Linked DNA regions of Rattus norvegicus: region 2 is linked to region 1. A link is a contact called in public Hi-C data. All regions are on one chromosome and are shown on one strand. The core of a region is the stretch at or near the end of the contact, and the rest is flanking DNA. Distances in the headings are between cores, read along the strand shown. Region 1 has its middle 66 kb from the start of Ndfip1. Region 2 overlaps Fgf1 (fibroblast growth factor 1).

Region 1 (5,990 bases), core at 2,710-5,209:
CCTCCCTGAGGGGTGATGGATAAGGGGGAGGAGTCAGACATCACTACTGGGAGACAGTCAGACCCACCCAAAGGAGCAGGCAATCTTCCCAGTGTCTTAACAAGGCAATGTCTGTTATCATACAGAAGGAGAAAGCGGGAAAGGAGCCAGGAGTGTTCTAGAATAAAAGTATCTTAAAAGCCGTGAGTACCCAGACTTGATATCTGGTCCTGATTTGAACAAGTCAGCTGTGGGAGATATTTTGGAGACAAGTGAAGAAATGCAGATGTGGATCTGGTACCTAATGGTATTTACAGCCTTTGTATGTTGTGATACAGCACTGAAGCCACCGAGAAACTCACTCTTGCTTCTTAGACATGCACATGGAAATGCTCAGGGGAACTGCACACAGCTTGTAAGAGTTCTTTAAGAGTTTGGCCTTTGGGCTGGAGAGATGGCTCAGTGGTTGGGAGCAGTGACTGTTCTCCCAGAGGTCCTGAGTTCAAATCCCAGCAACCACATGGTGGCTCACAACCATCTGTAATGGGACCTGATGCCCTCTTCTGGTGTGTCTGAAGACAGCTACAGTGTACTCATATATAGTAAATAAATAATTTAAAAAAAAAAAAAAGAGTTTGGCCTTTTAAAATGGCTGGCAAACATGGCCAAAGGTGACTGATTCCAGTGGTGTCTGTACAAACGGAGTGTACAAATGTGCAAATGTGGTACCCAAGGCACCCAGGCAAAGCAACAGAACAGAGAAGAGTGGCTGGGCATGGTGTCACTCCCAAGTCATCCTGGCAACAGGTGGGAGAGTCAGGGTCCCCAGAACCCTCATAAAGCTGGTAGAAGAGAACTGGCTTCTAAAAATTGTCCTCTGAATTCCACACTCACACACACACACACACACACACACACACTCACACACACACACTAACACATACACACACTAACACACACGCACTCACACACACACGCACTCACACACACTCACACACATACACACTAACACACACACGCACTCACACTCACACTCACACACATATGCTCACACACTCACACTCACACACATACATACACACTCACACTCACACACATATGCTCACACACTCACACTCACACACATACACACACACTCACACTCACACACATATGCTCACACACTCACACTCACACACATACATACACACTCACACACTCACACTCACACACATATGCTCACACACTCACACACATACATACACACTCACACACTCACACTCACATTCACACACACACTCACACTCACACACACTCACACTCACACACACTCACACTCACACAGTATTTAATACATTAATTGAGAGAGAGAAAGAAAAAAGGCTTTAAAATTCTTCTTTAGAGGACTGGAGAGATGGCCAAGAGCACTTGCTGCTGCACAGCCACGGGACCTGAGTTCAAATCTCAACGCCCAGGTAGCAAGCTGGGAAGTAGTGTCTAGGGGGCTGTAGCTGCAGTTTGTCGGGAGTGGAGGCAGGGGGAATGATGTGACTTGCTAGCTGTCAGTCTAGCTGAAAAAAAAATACAAGCTTCAGGTTCAGGGAGAGACTTTGTTTCAAAGGAATAAAGCAAAAAGTAACACCCAATGCCCTCCTCTGGCCTGTGCTCCTGGGTCTGTCTATACACAGGGGCCCAAACACCATATACACACCAAAAATAAAAATTAAACTAATTAAACTAGGTGGGGAACAACTGGGAAAAGATGCCCAACATTTATTATTTATTTCTCTCTTACACACACACACACACACACACACACACACATACACACATACATACATGTGCACACATACATGTATATACACACAGATGTACATATACACACAAATACACATGTATACACACAAACACACACAGATGTACATATACACACATACATACACCCATATACACTCATACACATAACACACAAACACACATGCACATATGCACACATACACACATGTACACGCATAACACACAAACACACAGTGTACATATATACACATATACACAAACACACATATACATATATGTACATACACACATGTACACACACAAGCATACATATACATGTATATATGCAAACACAAACACACATGTAATATACACACATATGTATACACTCCTTGTGTATTAAATCTCAAGGACTGATCCCTTTCCTAGATTTCTGGGGTTTTTTTGTTTTTTTGTTTTTTTGTTTTTGGTTCTTTTTTTCGGAGCTGGGGACCGAACCCAGGGCCTTGTGCTTCCTAGGTAAGCGCTCTACCACTGAGCTAAATCCCCAGCCCCTAGATTTCTGTTTTTATGTACATACATGTGTCTGTGAGTATATATCACATTGTGTGGGTGCCTATGAAGCCAGAAGAGGGCAGTGGATTTGGTTCCCCTGGAGGGAGGTCCAGGCAGTTGTGAACCTAGGAGTGAGCTCTAAGAATCAAACTCAGGTCCTCTGGAAGAGCATTAAATGCTTTTAACACCCTCCTTTTCCTGGATCTCTACAGCATCTTGCAGAAAGGAGAAGGTGGGTTCTAAAAAAGTCCGAATGGATATAAGAACTCTGACCCCTCTAGCCTTAGTAGGCAAGCATTCTGTATTCTGAGCTCTTTCTAAAGTGAGGCCCTTCAGGTCCCTGGAAATCACACTGTTAACTCACTCTTAAGATTAGGGGAACTCCAAGAGGGTAAGTTATTGTCCAAAGGTGGCTCAGCTGATGGGTGGTGGCTTTTGGACAAGGCTCAGTGAAGACAGAACTTCAGTCCTTGAAAATGAAGTCCTTCTGCTTCTTGTCTTGAAAGGTCCTTAGAGCTTAAATCTTCAAAAGATCTATCATCCCCAATCCTGCCACAAGATTCAAGACTAGCTGGTCAGTTTCAAAGCACCGCTCATTGACTATAAACATTGAATCCTGTAAGGCTTGTTGGCAGCCAGAGAAGAAAACCACATATCTGGCTTAAAAGTGCTCACCTTCCTTTGTGAAAACAGGAAGACAGAGAGACACTCACTAGAGGTGACATTCTAGCTGGGGGCTGCAGTCACCCTGGCTTCTCCTCAACTGTAGGTACACTCGCTGCAAGACAGGGTTCTCTCTCTCTCTCTCTCTCTCTCTCTCTCTCTCTCTCTCTCTCTCTCTCTCTCCCCACCCCGCCCCCCTTCCCCTTCCCTCCCCACCACGCATTCAAGTAAGACTTGAAGATCCATCATGTGTGGTCCTGTTTCCCTCATTGTCCTTCGAATACCCCAATCACTCACTTGAGTGCTGTGGGTTGAATTGTGTTCTTCCCAAGTTCCTAAGTGAAAAGCTGTAGCCACCTGGTGTGACTGCATTTGGAGACAGCGCCTGTGAGAAGGGCATGGGATTAGTAGAGCACATCCTGAGTGACACCTTTATAAAAAAAGAGGCAGATCGCTCTTTGCCAGGCAAACAAGCAAGAAGGGAAGTCCTCGCCAAGAACCAGCCGAGCACCTTGAACGAACTTCCCAGCTTCCTGAGCTGTGAGAAAATTGCTTGTGTTGCTTAAGTCACGCTGGCGAGGTATGTTGCAACTGCCCGACCTGGTAATAAAACAGCGCAGGGCGGTCTAAAAGTTTGAAGAAACACTTTCCCATGCGAGCATGCTTGTGTTTCTGGCTACCTGCACATGCAGGCAGTAGGAGACTGGAGGCAGGTTCCCAAGGCAGTCTGCAGGGGTCCTCGCTGCTGAATGAGGGGTGAACCTGTCCTCCCAGTTTCTACAGTGGCAGGCCTTTCTCCTCCCCACGCCCCTGAACAAGCTATAGCCTCACCCTTGCCCCCATGCCCAAGTCTAGTCTAGGAGGTAAAGAAAAAATAAAGTAGCTGGCTAGGGAGGCGGAGGCAGAGGCGGGGAAGGCTGCTCGCCTTGTCGCTGTCCCAGAGCGAGCATGGGCCTGGCGGGAGTTGCTTTCCAACACGTCCCAACATGTGTTTCCAGTAACGCGGTTTGTGGCCGCTTTCTTGTTCTTATCGCTCCTCCTGTGACCTTTGCTGGTTACAGACTTACTGACTGGAGCCAGGTGGATTTGTTTGATTTCTGTTGATGTCATTAGGAAGAGGAAGTGCCTGAAGGGATTACCTCAGGTTTAAACCTATTTCCAGCAGAGTCCCGGGGCCTTTAATTACACAGCTTGGGTCTGTTTGGTAAAGAAGTGGTCAAAGATGTGCTTTTTATCTCCCTCGGGATCTCCTGCGACTGGCAGCATTCCACGTGTGCCTGGCGTGCCTGCGGACTCCAGCCCGGCTGGCAGGAAGGAGGGGGAGCAGCAGCGTTCAGAGCTGATGAGAGAAGCCTTTTGAAAAGCAGGACTGGGGAGTCCTTGACCAGACCAGGCCATTTTGGAGTGGGAAGAGTAGGAGACTAGGAACTGCGCTCATTGGTTGGGGGAAGGGTGGAGAGGGGGTGGGGATGGAGCTGGGGTTGGGGGATGATAGTGGTCAGCCTCCGCTGAATCACAAGGAGTATCACAGTCAGGAAGCTAAATGCCAGCCAGGTCCCTCCTAACCCACCTCTCTTCTTCTTCTTCTTTTTTTTTTTTTTTCCGGAGCTGGGGACCGAACCCAGGGCCTTGCGCTTGCTAGGCAAGCGCTCTACCACTGAGCTAAATCCCCAACCCTACCCACCTCTCTTCTTAATCGTCTCTTCATTCTTTGTAGATTTATTTCCTACCTCAGCACTGAAACAGTAACCCCAAGTCTTTTGGACGGGCAGTGGCTAACCCTAGGACAGACCAGGAGATGTGTGGCTGTGGAGTAGACAAATGGCAACTCCTGCTGTCAATATGGCTGGCCAGAGAGATCTGACTACCAGCTGGTCCTCAGAAAATCCTTCCTCCCCACTCTGATTTCTCCAGGTTTCAAGGGCCCTATTCCCCATACTGCATGTATGTTGTCCTTTATTCAGCTTGCCACATAAAGTCATTTAAGGCCCAAGACCCCAAAGCTTAACATGTAAAATGCAGCTTTATTTGAGGGTTGGGGTGGTGGCTTGTATCACTGTAACCATTTTGATGAGGAGCGTCGCCCACAAACTCATGTGTTTGACATTTGATCCCTAGCTGGTGGTCTCTTTGGGGAGGTTATACAATTTCTAGGACTTTAGTCTAACTTGCTGAAAGGGATGCTGGGAGTGGGTCTTGAAGGTAACATCAACTTCAGGTTCTGACCTGAGAGCTGTCCCAAGAGTCAGCTCCATGGCTGTCTCTGAAGATGCCCGCCCTGTCCCCGGGACTGTCACTGATCTGAAATCCATCTTCCCTCCTTTTTTTTTTTTTTTAAAGATTTGTTTATTTATTATATATAAGTACACTGTAGCTGTCTTCAGACACACCAGAAGAGGGCATCAGATCTCATTACAGATGGTTGTGAGCCACCATGTGGTTGCTGGGATTTGAACTCAGAACCTCTGGAAGAACAGTCAGTGCTCTTAACCGCTGAGCCATCTCTCCAGCCCTCCATCTTCCCTCCTTGATGTTGCTCCCTTCAGTTATTTTGTCACAGTGAAGAGAAGGTCATGGAGGGCCTTGGCACATTTTGCACTAACAGTGAAGGCAGGGAATTAGAAAGTACTCTCGCCCTGTTTGTATGAAAGACAGCTGGGCGGGTTAAACACGCACACAATTTCAGATAATAGGGCTCTAAGTTTCCACTTAGTTTTTGCCTTAGTTGGGATGGGACTACCTGGTAAGAATAGAAACAGGAACAGGTGAAATCTAGCCAGAAGTTCCCTTCATCCTAGGTGGGGACCCCCTTTGTCTGCATTCCACCCCTGGCAAGACTACTCTCCATTACTCCCAACCCCCAGGATCCAGCAATTTCCCTAGACTAGAGCACACAGCTAAAGCATAAAGAGTCGTTCTTGCCTGTTTCTGGAATTATTATTGTTATTACTATTGTTGTTTTTGGAATTATCATTTTCATTGCTACCAATAATAATGACAATTTTTGTCCTATTGCTTCATTAGAGTAATTTAAGCAG
Region 2 (6,037 bases), core at 1,667-4,166, 370 kb before region 1:
TCATTGAGACTCAATTTCCTCCCCCCTTGGAATTCGAGTGTTAGCCTCACTCTGTGGCCCTCACAGTACCAATCAGCCTGCCACAGAGGGCATCGGGGCATAGGTTCTCTCCCTGAGTGTGGATCTGTCGCCCTCTTCTGCCTAGCATTGGCACTGCTGTTCGGGACCTCAGGCGTACAAGAACCAGAGTCAGCTTTGGGCAGTTTGGAGTGGAACCCCAGGAAAGCCATGATCCACCACTGCCAAATGGGAGTTCTGTTCTTTAATGGTTTGTCTGGGTTTAATGAAAAGCTGTGGAAACAGGCAGAGCCATCCTCCAAAGCTTCCTGAAGGAAGAGCGCCCCTAAAAGCCAGTCAGATACTTAGGTAAATTATAAACCCCACAAAATACAACTTGCTTTTGGAGCCCTGCAAAACAAAACAAAACAAAACAAAACAAAACAAAACAAAACAAAACAAAAATTAATTCCTTTTACGGTGTCTATTTGTCCTCAATGAGTTGACCTGCTGTGAGCAAAGTAAGGAGATTATCCAAATTTGTCTGGCTTACCCTTGGGAGAGACAGTTCCCAGGTACCTTGTCCGTGGTATCAACCTCTGGAGGATGCTGTACACTGACTATCCTAAAATAGACCTAAGCGAAATGTCTCAATCAGATTCCTGTAGAGAGGTGGGGTCTGAGCTCGTGACTTCACCAAGGCTTGGGACACAGCGGCAGGCAATTATCCACACACGATACAATGCTAGGTACCCACTGCCACAGAATCCCTGACAGAGATGGGTGCACAGCGGTGGCTGCCGATTCTGGAATCCGTGGAGATGCAGTTCATGAAAAGGCTGCTTTTGACAGCAGAATGCTGCTCCCGAGAGATAAGTAGCTAAGTGTCCACTTTTGACACAGAGTGTGTGAGAGATGCCATAGACCAGGGTGTCTCTCCTTGTAGCTACACTTCTGCATTTACTCGTCCAGTTATTTACTGGGCGTCTCTCCTGCAGGGCCGCCTGAGTACAAGGACTCTGGCTCTTAATGCTCCACACTGCAGCTTTTGTGTCCAGCGTACCGACTGTCCCTTGGTTCAGTGCCCGGTGAGCATTGAATTTGATGAGCCACCGACTTGCATTGTTGGCAGAGAAATTTAAACCCAACAATATCTCAAGAAATGCCAGTCAAGCACTGACACACGCTAGGCCCTGCACAGGTCATTCCTAGCTAACAACAGCCCTCCGGGGTTGCTAGTCACCATTGTGCTGAAAACCCAAAAGCTAACAGGATGTGACCAGCCCCTCACAGGGACAGCATGTGGAAATTATTTCTCTGTCCTAATACTAACCTGCTCTTCCTGAGGATCCCACCACCCTGGTACTAACATTTTCACCCCACAAACTAATTACATTGGTGCACTTATCCTAGCGCGTGGTACAGACAAGCAAGGACAGGTTGATGTCTTCTGACTGTGTTTACCAGAGCTGGGCCACCTTGTGGCAGTTAGTTTTCCTCTCGGTGCCTCAGTTTCCTTGTCTTGAAGACAGGCATGCTAACAGTTATCTATGTCCCTGGAAAGTAGGGATGTGAGATGTGATGTTTCTGAGGGTGTCCAGCACACTGTTGGGCCCCTAAATGTTCAAAACGGTGACATTCCCCATGGTTGTCACTGTCTTCCTAAGACTGATAGCTGGCCATGAAATTAAATGTTAAGCTTGTTCACAGGATTTCCAGTGACTGTACACCCCAGCTTCTCTGGGACTGTGTCAGTTGGAACGCCTGCAACCTGCCGCAGAGCCACAGCCTGCCCATGCCATAGCCCATCAGGTTCTTCCCACTTGGCTTCCATGGCACAGAAGCCACCAATGTCAAGAGCTCTCTGCTTGTCTGCCAGAGTGTCCTCTCTGGCGAAGGCTTGCCAGGACTTACTCTTACTCAACAACTGGAACAGCAGCTGTACAGACAGCAAGGGCACACCACTCTTGAACATCCCTAAGCTCCAGCCTCCTCGTGGAGCCTACAGCCCTACAGCCTCCCCCAGCGCGTAGGAAAGAGACCGGGGGTAGGAGAGGGGGGATCCTCCACACTCTCGCCACACAGATGGAAATGTTCTTCAGCCGAGTGTGTGCCAATCAAATATTTATAAATCTAGCCACATCCTAAAGGCACCAGGGGAGTTTGCTGGTCCAAAGGATCTTACTGCATTGCCCTGGATACAAGCAGACCACACTCTAGTGAAATCCCTCCCTGCAGACTGTTTGGGGGGAGTCCAGACTTCCGTTGTCTGGTCTGATGGGAATCCACATTTAATGGCAAAGGCATCTTATTCCCCACCAGCTTGGCCTCCGAGTCAGAGCAGCCTTCCAAATAACCACATTGGGGAGGTCTGGGCCCTGATGCTGTAGCCAGAGAGAGGGGCGGGCCTACAGGAAGGAATGTCCCCCCAACAGGGTACACCAGCCTGCCACATGTGGTACATCAGCCTCCCAGGTCCCTGAGTCTAACCCAAGACCCCTTATTTGATTACAGGGGAATTCTTCTAGAGAAGCTACATTATACATATGAATGAACACACACGCAAATGTGTTAGTCAATCTCTGGGCTAAATAAAAAAATTCACTGACTTTTTTCCAGATGTTAAAAGACAAGACACCTTCACAAATGTTAGCACAAACTCTTTTCCATATGTATGTACACACACACACACACACACACACACACACACACACACACACACACACTGAAAACCACTGGAATTTTCCCCCCTCCAGTCCATTTTTCCTCTTGTCTGTCTTTTAATGTTTTGCAAAGCCTGGCTTGTGGTTACACTTTAATTATAAACTCCACTGACATAAAACAACCTGGCTGAGTTCTGAATGAGGCTGACCTCACTCTGAGTAAACACAACCAAGGACGGGAAGTCTCCAACCCAGAATAAACTGGGCACGTAATCTCTGTGGCCTCTCCCCAGGCAGGAGGCAGAAAGGGCAGGCCATGCCACACAGGAGTGAGGCCCTCCTTTCTGGCTTCCAAGATACCAGCTGTCGCCTTAGCAGTAAAGATCCCTAGCGCAGGACAGGAGTAGATAGGGGTGTGGCCCCTGAGCTCACCACTCTTGGCACTAGCTACCTTGGATTCTTTTCCCTTCTTTCTGCTCTTAGAAAGTAAGGGATCATGTACCTCTCTATGAACAAGCTTTGGTTACGGCTGCGTGGAAGCTAATGGTCACATACAAGAAAACGGACGCAGCTATGCCTTAGATATACAGCACTAGGACCCAGGTGGAGGCTAGTGGAGCCTCTGGAAAGCGCTGGGCTCCTCTTCAGAAGGAGCTGTAAGTACCCAGAGACCACAGGGTGTTGAACACTGAGTGTAAAACAGGAGTGCAAGCCACCAAGGTGATCTCGTACATTTCAGGCTGATACTTATGTTTTGTATTCTCAAACCAACACCTTTCAACATCTATGCTTAGCACAAACCAGGTCCTAGGTTCAATGCCCAGCACCAAAAACCAAAACCAGAATCAAAACAAAACACCTAAAGGTACAAGCCTGCATCTCCTCAGGAAACATAGGGCCACAGATCCACCAAACACTTGGAGACCGCACTTCATGGTTGCCATAACAGTACTTGGGAGACTGAGGCAGGAGAATCACTGCAACTGCCAGATTCAGCCTGGGCTACAGAGTAACACGTTGATAGTTTAAAAAAAAAAAATCTACCACATAAGCCTTTTCCAACTCTCTTCAAATCAATTTTTATAAGGCTCTGAATTTCTGAAGAAATTTCCTATTGACCACTAGGTTGTCTTTAGAAAGCTGTTTCCTGTTCTGCTAAATCAAGATTTGCCATCTCCATCTTGGAACTGAGCTAAAGGAAGTACTCAGTTAGCTGTGCACTTTGTTTTTCAATAATAAGCACCTTGAAATGGCCAGGCCTGCTGCCTTTCCTGCGTACACCCAGCAGGTCTCTCCCCAGTGAGGACACCATTCACCTGGTGGCGGGTGTTGACCACAGAGAATGTAGGCTCCTGTGACTCCCCATCTCATCCGCATCCCACCCCTGGTACTTCTGGGTCCTAAGGGTGCTTGTATCTTATGGATTCCCTGTACTCAAGCCTGAGATGGGTCACAGATCACTTCAGACATCACCAGGAGCAAGAATTGAGTCTTTGGGCCAGCAAGGTAGCTTGGTAGGTAAAGTACTTGCTTGCAAGTCTAAAACCTGAATGTGGTTTGGTTTGGTTTTGTTTTGTTTTGTTTTGTTTTGTTTTGTTTTGAATAGAATCTGCGTAAAGCTTTTGGAAAGAGAGAACTGACTCCAGAAAGTTGTCTTCTGACTTCTACACTTAAGTCACAGCATGCACACCCCCTTCAATACACACTTCATACACACACAATAAAGGACAAAGGAAGCTGGAGAGATGGCTCAGTGGTTAAGAGCACTGGCTGCTCTTCCAGAGGACCTGAGTTCAATTCCCAGCAACCACATGGTGGCTCACAACTACGCCCCCTTCTGGTGTGTCTCAAGACAGAGACAGCAACGGTGTACAGTGTACTCACCTAAAATAAAATCTTTGTTCAAAGAAAAGGGCAAAAGGTAGGAAGGAAGAAAGGAAGGAAGGAAGGAGGGAGGGAGGGAGGGAGGGAAGGAAAGAAGAAAGAAAGAAAGGAGGGAAGGAAGGAAGGAAGAAAGAAAGAAAGAAAGAAAGAAAGAAAGAAAGAAAGAAAGAAAGAAAGAAAGAAAGGAAGAAAGAGTGAATCTTTGATAGCTCTGGGAGTCTGTCCATTCACTAAAAACAGACCTTTAAAACATTTCCACCCCTGAGAGGCAGAACAATTGTGGGAGACAGTGAATCTTTGATAAATAGCTCATGTGTATGCAGTCACAACACAAAAACATGCACTAGATACAGACCAAAGACCAGCAAATGCAATCAACCCAGGACCCAGAGGTGGCTGCAAAACTAATTTTATAGAACTAGAGGGAACATGGGGATGAATAAGACACACGCATACACACACACACACACACACACACACACACACACACACACACACACACATATACACACGCACATCCCTGCTATGGATCCCCAGTCTCCTGTCCACCTTTTCAGCCTTTCCGGGGCAGTTGTAGACACACCCAGCTGGCATCTGGTGAATTTTACACTTTGCAGTAGTTCATGCTTCTTAGGAAATTGTCGTCAGGGATTTCTTATTTCCTCTCTTCACTGGACGTTATCTCCAGCTTCTCTCTACGACCACAAAGGTGGGAGAGATGGCAGAAGAGGGACAGAGTCACAGGGCTGGGGAGGGCCAGTGACATTAACTGTCCTTTGTACACGTGTATCTGCTCTTGTTATTAAGCTGCTGAGTCATGGGGTTTGTGTGTCTGTCTCCTGAGTCCTGTAAAGCAGGGAGTGTGCCTGGCACTGTGCACATGGGGGGGGTTGATCTTTGTCCCCATTCCGCTGCTCCAGGAGGAAGGGATGTGCTCTGTGGCCCGTCCCTGCAGCTTTCTGAGGTCACACTTCCTCCTCCCTTGATGGTCCCCAGCAGCCAGCAGCTGGGAGGGTGTGGGTCTGCAGGACTGGAATGGAGTTCCCTCCAAAGGGTTTGGATGCCCAGTCACCGAAGGGAGACCGTGGGCTGAGTGTATGCCTTCCTGCCAGCCCCGTTCACAGAAATGAATGTGCAGGAAACTCAGCCAGAAAGAAACCCAGTGAAAATGAGCTATGAAACTTGGACATCCTGGAGAAATAATATTTCTAGAGGAAACTCCTGAGCCGACTCTCTCCAGCAGACCATCCCTGGCTGAGGGCCGAGGTCATGTGGTAAGCAGGCCCCCAGCTCTTGTTTCTCGTTTTTCCTCCTTCAGACCTTTCCGAGGCCATGATGGGATTTCACAGAAAGAAAGAACTTACCCTCACTTAGCCCTGCAGCAAGAGGCAGAACTAGGAAATTAAATGCTGTACAAACAAACAAACAAACAAACAAACAAAACGGTTCTCACTGCGTATGGAGACACAAGCCTGTAAATCTAGTACTTGGGC

The links. Hi-C and Micro-C count contacts between places; a contact is called where the count stands out from the background.
Region 2: a contact with region 1 is called in a Hi-C map of liver, with 2.1 times the contacts expected there. The contact joins two enhancer-like sites. A contact is called at or near these places in 3 of 12 Hi-C or Micro-C datasets (kidney, liver and psoas muscle).

What each region holds. Positions count from the first base shown.
Region 1 is chr18:30,580,155-30,586,144 of GRCr8, reverse strand. No RefSeq gene overlaps it. Among named protein-coding and RNA genes, the nearest start is that of Ndfip1, 66 kb to the right of the region's middle. Within about 2 kb of position 3,959, at least 3 of the 93 cell types and tissues checked have an H3K27ac peak or open chromatin away from gene starts, as enhancers often do. A contact at or near this core is called in liver, where this site is marked.
Region 2 is chr18:30,947,895-30,953,931 of GRCr8, reverse strand. The region is part of intron 2 of Fgf1 (fibroblast growth factor 1); the gene reads left to right. It also overlaps a transcript of Arhgap26 not described here. Among named protein-coding and RNA genes, the nearest start is that of Fgf1, 10 kb to the left of the region's middle. Within about 2 kb of position 2,916, at least 23 of the 93 cell types and tissues checked have an H3K27ac peak or open chromatin away from gene starts, as enhancers often do. A contact at or near this core is called in liver, where this site is marked.